Regions from separate parts of the Sus scrofa genome. Here region 2 is linked to region 1. The links are chromatin contacts, called in public HiChIP or PLAC-seq maps. All regions are on one chromosome and are shown on one strand. Each heading gives the region's core, a stretch centred on a gene start, on an enhancer-like site or on the middle of the called end of the contact. The rest is flanking DNA. Distances are from core to core; before and after follow the strand shown.

What was found. HiChIP or PLAC-seq counts read pairs in DNA pulled down with a chosen protein or histone mark.
Region 2: an H3K27ac HiChIP or PLAC-seq map of skeletal muscle shows a contact between it and region 1, with 8 times the contacts expected there. The contact joins two enhancer-like sites. A contact is called at or near these places in 1 of 47 Hi-C or Micro-C datasets (fetal skeletal muscle) and 2 of 2 datasets of contacts at active chromatin or transcription factors (alveolar macrophages and skeletal muscle).

Annotation. Positions count from the first base shown.
Region 1 is chr15:6,239,266-6,243,109 of Sscrofa11.1, forward strand. No RefSeq gene overlaps it. Among named protein-coding and RNA genes, the nearest start is that of ZEB2, 1.3 Mb to the right of the region's middle. Within about 2 kb of position 2,101, at least 22 of the 83 cell types and tissues checked have an H3K27ac peak or open chromatin away from gene starts, as enhancers often do. A contact at or near this core is called in skeletal muscle, where this site is marked.
Region 2 is chr15:6,683,120-6,686,963 of Sscrofa11.1, forward strand. The region is part of intron 1 of LOC106506175 (a long non-coding RNA gene); the gene reads left to right. Among named protein-coding and RNA genes, the nearest start is that of ZEB2, 810 kb to the right of the region's middle. Within about 2 kb of position 1,657, at least 6 of the 83 cell types and tissues checked have an H3K27ac peak or open chromatin away from gene starts, as enhancers often do. A contact at or near this core is called in skeletal muscle, where this site is marked.

The sequences.
Region 1 (3,844 bases), core at 851-3,350:
TAAGCACCTGTAATTGGTTTCTTACTAAAAAATCAATGCTGTTAAAAACCCATTTCTCTGAAAGGAAATCTAAATATAAGCCCTATATAAATGGGTCTTGATGTGACTGTAATTTCTTAATTGGTTATACATATACCATTCCTTCTTGGGGTAGCCTTCACCTCCACACAGGGAAGGGAGAGCCAGGAGGGGAGAGACAGAGCCAGGCCTGTGTGGGCTGCAGCCTGGGGACCAGGGACCAATGTGCATCTGTAAGCAGCTTTAGCCCTTCTCTGCTGAAGCCTGGTCCCCACCAGGAGGCAGGCCGGCTCCTCCCCTCTCTTTAACCTCAGTGAGCTCCACATTGAGTTGACTCACAGAAAGGATAGAGGGGGACTCTGGCAGAAAGGGGCCACTGAGAATGCCAACATATTGTATTGTCCTTGAATTTCTATAGTTTCCACTCCTCTCTCCATTCTCTTGCAGAAAGCATTTCTCCTCTTATAAAACAAAGAAAAGGCACAAAGCAGTAATTACTTTTTTCATACCCTCTATTAATGTAAGCCCAGGAAATACCCTGCTTCCCCCTAGATTTGGGATCCAGCAAGCATTATTTTCAAATGGTCATCTTTTTGGGTTCTAGAAATAAAAAAAAAAAAAAAATCCCAATTCAGATCTTTTCAATCCATTTTCTCCAAACATTCATATTTGGAGTACTTGCAAACTTAGCACTCTGTAGCCTGGTATTCCTTCCCTGTGCATTTAACCTGTGAGGGGCTGAGGATCTAATGCCGAAAAGACTTGGGTGTGTGAGGATAGATGAACCAGGTCCCAGAATCATCAGGAAGACAAGTGAGCTTTAAAGTGCTCCTCTCTCTCTCTCTCTCTTTCTCTCTGTCTACGTCTCTGTCTCTGTCTCTGTCTCTCTCTCTCCATTATCCTCTGAAGAAGCAGTTTGGGCAGAGCGTGGACACTCTTTCTGCACATGGCAGAGGTGGTCTGCATCACATTTAGGCCTAAAGTTGTAACAGCCAACTTGTCAATGAAGGCCATTAGCGCAGATGTGCCACAGGCACTCGGGGACTGGGTGGCGGGGCAACCTCAGATCAGTGTGGGAAGAGCAGACATCGGGTGGTAACAACTTTCAGTCATTACTGACCTGGGCTCTATTCAAACCAGTGACCTAGAAATGAAGGGCTCCAAATCCCATTACTAATTCCCCGAGCCATCAAGTCTCCCCTATGGCCTGGATCTTGTCCTGAAACCCAGGTCTCCTGTTGAAATAGCATTAGACAGCAGCCACTGCATTGGCAGGCAAGGGTTTTAAAATAAAAGGGGGGAAGAAAGAGGAAAATGTGCACTTACAGAGTTGGCTTTAATTATTACTTTAAAGTTTTTCAGCTCCTTTAAACCTAAAAACCTGAACCTTCTTGAAAGTCAAAAGCTTGCCAGGAAGTACAAGAACGGTGTTCAAACAAACACAGCCTTCTATTTTGCTTGAATGGGAAAATACACATGCCCCCTCCCAAACCGAAGAATAATGAGAGGAAACCAAATGAGAGGAAGTTGTTGAAAAGGAAAGAAAGAGATTAAATGAGTATTGCAAGGAGGAGAAGAATATTTACTGCCAATGTAAGAAAAAGAGCTAAATGAAAGCCCCCTTGAACAGCTTTCCCCTCTCACTTATTATCTCTGTGTCGCTCTTCAATCCCTCTAATCAAAGAGGGACAATTATTTTTCAGTAAAAAGTAGGTTTTTTTGAATTAGGTGAAGCCTGTGCAGGGCAAGCTGGCATGTAAAGTTCTGCCTTGCTTTTTAAGCAAAAAGCTCCAGCTTTGCAAATAGTCCTGTAGATGGAGCTGCACTCTGCAATTCTAAGATCACGGCCCCAACAATGAAGCAATTGTTTCCTGTCTCCACTTAGCAATTCCTCCCTCTCTTTTGGTTCTTTCTGGTTGCATGTTCTATTTGTTTTAATGTATACCTTTGTGTAAAGCCTGTCTCTGAGTGGTTAGATACCCCGTTGATATGTGGCCTTCAAGGGGGAAAAGGGAGTGCAGCCTATTCCCATGACATCCTTGGGCTTTGTAGAGCCAAAAAAACCTTCTCAGGAACACCTAATCCTTGGGCTCTGGCCAAGTACCACAATCCCTCTGTACAACTGACATGGGCCACTTGGGACACTTGAGAGCTTTAGGTGTGTCTTTCTGAAGTCAGCCCCGGCCAAGCATGAGGCAAATGTGCCCGACCAAAGAAAATAAATTATGTGGACTCCAATTTTCAGCAGTTATGAAGTATTAAATTACACATGCAAAGAATTCACATTGGGATTAACCCTTTGGAACCAAAACACAATCTTGTCACAACACTTGTAAAAAGAACATGCTCTGTGGAAGGCCTGCCTTTCCAAAGGCACAGAGGTGGCTGACGGGAGGCAGAGATGCTAAAAGAAATAGGCTGTAATTAAACACAAATATGTTAGGCTGCTACCGGGGCATGGGAGAGGGTGTGTGTTTTGGGGGTTCTGTCCTGTCTCTTAGGATATGCTGCTCTCCATGTACTGAACATGTTGAGCATACTGTAAAGTTTATGAATCCACAGCCAGTGCCACTTTCGGCCCTTAATCAGAATGCATTTTATCCTAATTCACACAGCCCCTGTGGCTGCTTCTTCATTCAGATTTAGAGAAGTGGTTGAGAACCACTGGAACTTGAGTGAAATCACAACTACAGAACTCCTGAAAAGGCATTCATCTTCTGCTTCTGTGACTCAGTGAGTGATGGCAGAAAACATACTGCCCTGCCCCTTTCAAGAGTCCCAGGTTCCCTCTAGCCATTTGAAGCACTAAGCTCTTAGTACACGTCGTGGCTGAAATTTAACTTGTAAACTTGGCAGTAGAAAAGCAAAACATCGCTGTTTGTTTCCCCCTTGAAGCTATTTATTTACCAAATGACCATAGAAAGCCAATCTTTGACAATAACAGGAATAAATCAATTTTGAAGAGCTTAAAAGAATTTTTTTTTTGACAAAGTTAACTTTTTAGAAAGTGTGCATCTCAAGTATGCACAGCAGGTTTTGGGGAAACATGCAGCCTTACCTCTCTCCCCCCGAGTTCATTATCAGAGGGTGTGTGATCAACAGGAAGAACACTGTGTCTGGCTCTGATTCCCCAGAAAAATCCTTTCCTGACCTCACAGATGCCCCTTGAAAACCTTAATGCACAGCCACATGTCTCAGACACTCCATGGACCCCCATGTACTTGCCTTCTTTTAACCAAGAAGGAAACTGAGGCGGGCTGAGAAAACATGATTTGTTTAAAGTCACATAGCTAAGACTGTTAAGTCTTCTGACTTCTGGTGAAAATTGTTTCTAAAATAAGAAATATATAATTAGAGAAAAAAATCTCTATTTCCCTGTGCTTCAGCTGCTTGTATCCACACAGAAATGATCTTTTCAGACATTTGCTACTTTCAGTCATATGGAATATTTGGGGATGCAGACAGAGATTCACTAAAATAATTCAAGGGATAATAAGTGGATGTTTGTGTGTTTATATGTGTAAAAAAGGAACAGGAGAGAGGAAAAGAATGAGAGGAAGAGATGAAATTCCTGACATCATAGGGTTGTTGGGTGGAGTAACTAATAAAAGTAATTGCTAAGCACTGTGAAATTAGACTGCTGTGTAAAGCTAAACTAGGATGAACCAGAATTTGCAAATGTCATGAGACTTTTATTTTCAACAGGTGGCATTTGAGAATGCAAACTATACAAACACCCAAATGAGAGCTCAGAGTAAAAGGGAAGAATTTCGGGGATTTACACACTTGTGAAATCAGGGCGACTGAAAAACATTGCTTCATGTTT
Region 2 (3,844 bases), core at 407-2,906, 440 kb after region 1:
GTCAAGACTTAAAATGAATTCTCACTTGTATGAATTTAAGTTTATTCTATAGCGTTTGCAGTCAATGACCCAAATAGGCACTGGAGTACTTCCTGTTTGTCCTCTCGTCCCTAATCAGAGCTTCTCCTTTGGTTCACCTCTTAGCAGAAGACAAGTTGTCTCTTATTTGGCAAAAACCATCACTGGGTCCTCAGTTTCTACAAAACCTGACCCTATTCCTGCTCCCTGGAAAAACAAGTGGGACCACAATAAATTGGCTGTGCCCTGAGTATTTCCTAGGAAGCACAATTACTGCTGTCATAAATCTATCAAAAGCTTGATATTTATAAAGGCTTTACCTGAAAGATGAGCAGTCCTTCTAAATCCTCTAAATTTTACTCAGATTAAAATAAACTGGCAGAAAGTTATATCCTTAAATAATAGTCCTCCGCCCACACCTTTACCTAGTGGTATTTTCCTGGCATGATGTTGTTGGATGGTATTGAGGGGCACTATATGAAACAGCCTGACGTAGCTGAGGGTTGTATCTGAGAAAAAGTGTCAGTAAGGATGATTTTAATCCCGTTACACAGTGTTCTTTTTATAAGGACACTAGGGAGAAGGTTTTTTTTTTCCTCTGGCTTTAACACCAGCAAAAGTCATTCTCTTAAGCATTTGGCTTGTTTTTATCTTGCAGACCATCCCATTTTGGCTTTAAGCAGAACTAATATGTTGTTTAAGATACCTGGCTACAAAGAGGTCAGAAGGAGGTCAGGCTGTCTTTTCTGCAGTGAATTAGGGACATTCATTTATTATCTCCCAAGTCCTCATTAAAACAGCTTTAATGTGGTGACCATTTGATGGTACACATACGCTTTAATCTTGTGAATATCAAACCCACCTGGGTTACATTTCCTGTTCTGGACAGTTAGCAGAAGCAGGTTAATACGGTATGTTAACTCCTTAATCTGCAGCTTGTGTAGGAACCAGGCTCACTCGTCACCTGAATTTGCACCCCCATGATCTGTATAGAGTGTTAATTTTTCAGGTTCTGTCTTCAAATCTCAGACTGCTTAAGACATTTTTAATCATCTGTTTAATTTCATACCTTATCCTTTTTTGCCCTGATATATTACTTTTCAGGTTACTCTTTAGGCCTGGATATGCCCTATTTTTCTTTCTCATCTGAACTAGATTCAAATTTACACACTGTGAAATAGCTAATAAATTCCCATTAAGGTTCTAAAAGGTGAAGGTTCAGCCAGTGTATAAGTCATCAAATTCTCATGTAAAACTGAATGATCCTTGATATTAATAGCTTGGCAAATACATGCTACAGGTCCTTAATATTTGTATGAAAAAAAGATTTTAAATTATTTGGCTGAGGGCAACCCACCTACTCTAGAATGCCCTGAGCCTTCTCCAATTGCCATGTCACCTAGGGACAATCCCCCCCCACCCCACAATTAATCTTAAAATATAATCTTTTCCCTGGGAGCCTTCCCATATTTCTAACTCTACCTGTACTCACTGCATGATGTTTCCTTTGTGAGCTTTTGTCTTTGAGGTTGGACATGAAAAAGGGAAAGTTTCTGTTTGTGTTTAGCCTGGTAGAGTCTTGGGAAAGTGGGACAAGAAGCCCCATTGGGAGCTTTTTTTTCTTCCCCACAAGCAATAGAGAGTATTACAATGATTTACAGAGACACGTTGAAAGTAAATTATGTTGTAAACGCCTGTCCCCTGGGCCAGCTAAGAATCACAGGAAAAAAATGCAAAAAGTTTGAAATTCCCAACAGCAAAGGTTGACAGGAAAATATGGTTTTGTTTTTCTATGAGTAAAAGTAACTTTTATGTTGTGTTTTCCCATGAGAAATTATAAACTTTCAAAGGAATTTTAGCCTCTTGCATGCACATATAAGAGCAATTTATCTGGTACTGCCCCAGTGAAAACACTCTTTAAGACTTTAAAGCTGTTAGAAGTGGGGCTGAATTTCTTCAAGACCGCTACTTCTTATTTGTCCTTGCTGTCTCCTCTTGTCAAAACATTTACTCAGACTTCCAAGAGTTGCAAGTTGGCAACATGTTAATAATATGAAAATGCATTTGTGCAGCCCATGTGGCTGCAGTTTTTGAGTATATTCATCACTTATTTAATGAGTAATGGATCCTTTACAGTAGCTATGGCCACACAGAAGGATATGCAGCAAATTAAATGAGAACTTGTCACTGTAAGATACTGCGAGTGTTGCCAAGGTAGCATTGCCTCCCTCTCTTGGAGCCTCCTTGCGGCACAAGTAGAATCCTCAGTCAGACCCCTGCCCTCTTCTTCCTTCCTCAACTAATGAGCCACAGCTACAGAAATTCTTCAGGGAGGTGGGTAGCCTAAGTTACTTGAATCTGTTTTTGTGAGTGTAAACATCTTTTATTCCTGAGAGCTTTGAAGTAAAAGTAGATCTTTATATCATTTTCTTTCTCTGTCTCAACTTAATTAGAAATTATTCAGAATGATTTTTGTTAGAAATTCAATTTTTCTTTTTATGGTATGATAAGAAAAATAAGTAAAAGATGCCCCCAAAATTCTACTCAGCCTTCTCTGCAACTGAAACTCGCATCATTAGATTTTTAAGCAATGTTGTTCAGTATTGGCTGCTCTTCTTCCAGACATTCTTGGTTTAACTCTGTCCCTGCCCCCTCTCATAAGCTCTTCTTTGCTGAAGGTCCAAGTTTTTTCTAGTGTTTATAAACACTTCCTTGTCAAAATACCAGATAGTCTGTTTCTCCCCTGGCAGGGGGATTTAGCCAAGGGATGTCATTTCAGGGACTATAAGCAGACACCATAATTCTCCTCTCTCTACCTGTCATTTCAGCATTTGCATCAAAACTCAGATGTATAAGCAGGATGTATTCCATCCAACAGAGCACTCCAATTTTCAGGGACTTCATTCCCTTTAGACTTTTGAATTGTTCTAAAATTTCTATAAATGTTGCCACAAAATCTAAGGAAAACTACAAAGCTTAAAAAAGTTCATGTGCATTATATTGCCTGAAAAAAAAACGACAATATCCATTTATTATCTCCAAAACATGTGTGATGAATAGAATGAAAACTAAACTAACATCATTCTCATTTTCTCATGCTCTGCTAGACACACACAGAAACCCCGCTGCTCTGCATTGTTTCTCCCCCACCCCTTCATTTTCTCTGCCTGTGATAGACATATACTTATTTATGGATTAACAAGTATGAAGATCATGTCACTTCCTCACATAAATGATAATATACCTTTGCTCCTGGAGATATATTTAGACAAAAAATAAATAAATAAATCCCCATAAAAAGTATCAGATTGAGTTGTTGGCTAAACAGAACTATTCAAATAAAATATCACATTAAAATGCTTTTTGGTGAAGAGAAAGCTTAAAGCCAGTGCTTCATTTGCAAAAGAGGAGGGAAAGAAATTGCAAACTCCTCCCAGTCCTATAACTTAGATTCACCCCAATGCGACCGATTATTCTTTAACTCCATTTAACTACTTCTAAGGGGCACAAGACATGGGGAGTCATTGTAATCATCATGGGAATGCCTAATCAATATAAGCTATCCCTCAGTTTTCTCAATCATCAACGAAGTGGCAATTTTTTGAGCTTGAATTTTCCTGTGTTTCAATCATAACTAAATATTTTTCTCAAAAGTTTGTGTGGTTGTGTGAAAAGGACCTAGCATTTTTACAGTATGCTACATTAATCTGCTTAAATTATGGACAACTGGATGGGCAGACTGATGGCTAGAAAAATAATAATACCATATAGAATATATCTAGTCTTTGTCCTTGACTTTTAGAACAAAACTTCAAAAATCCTTGGA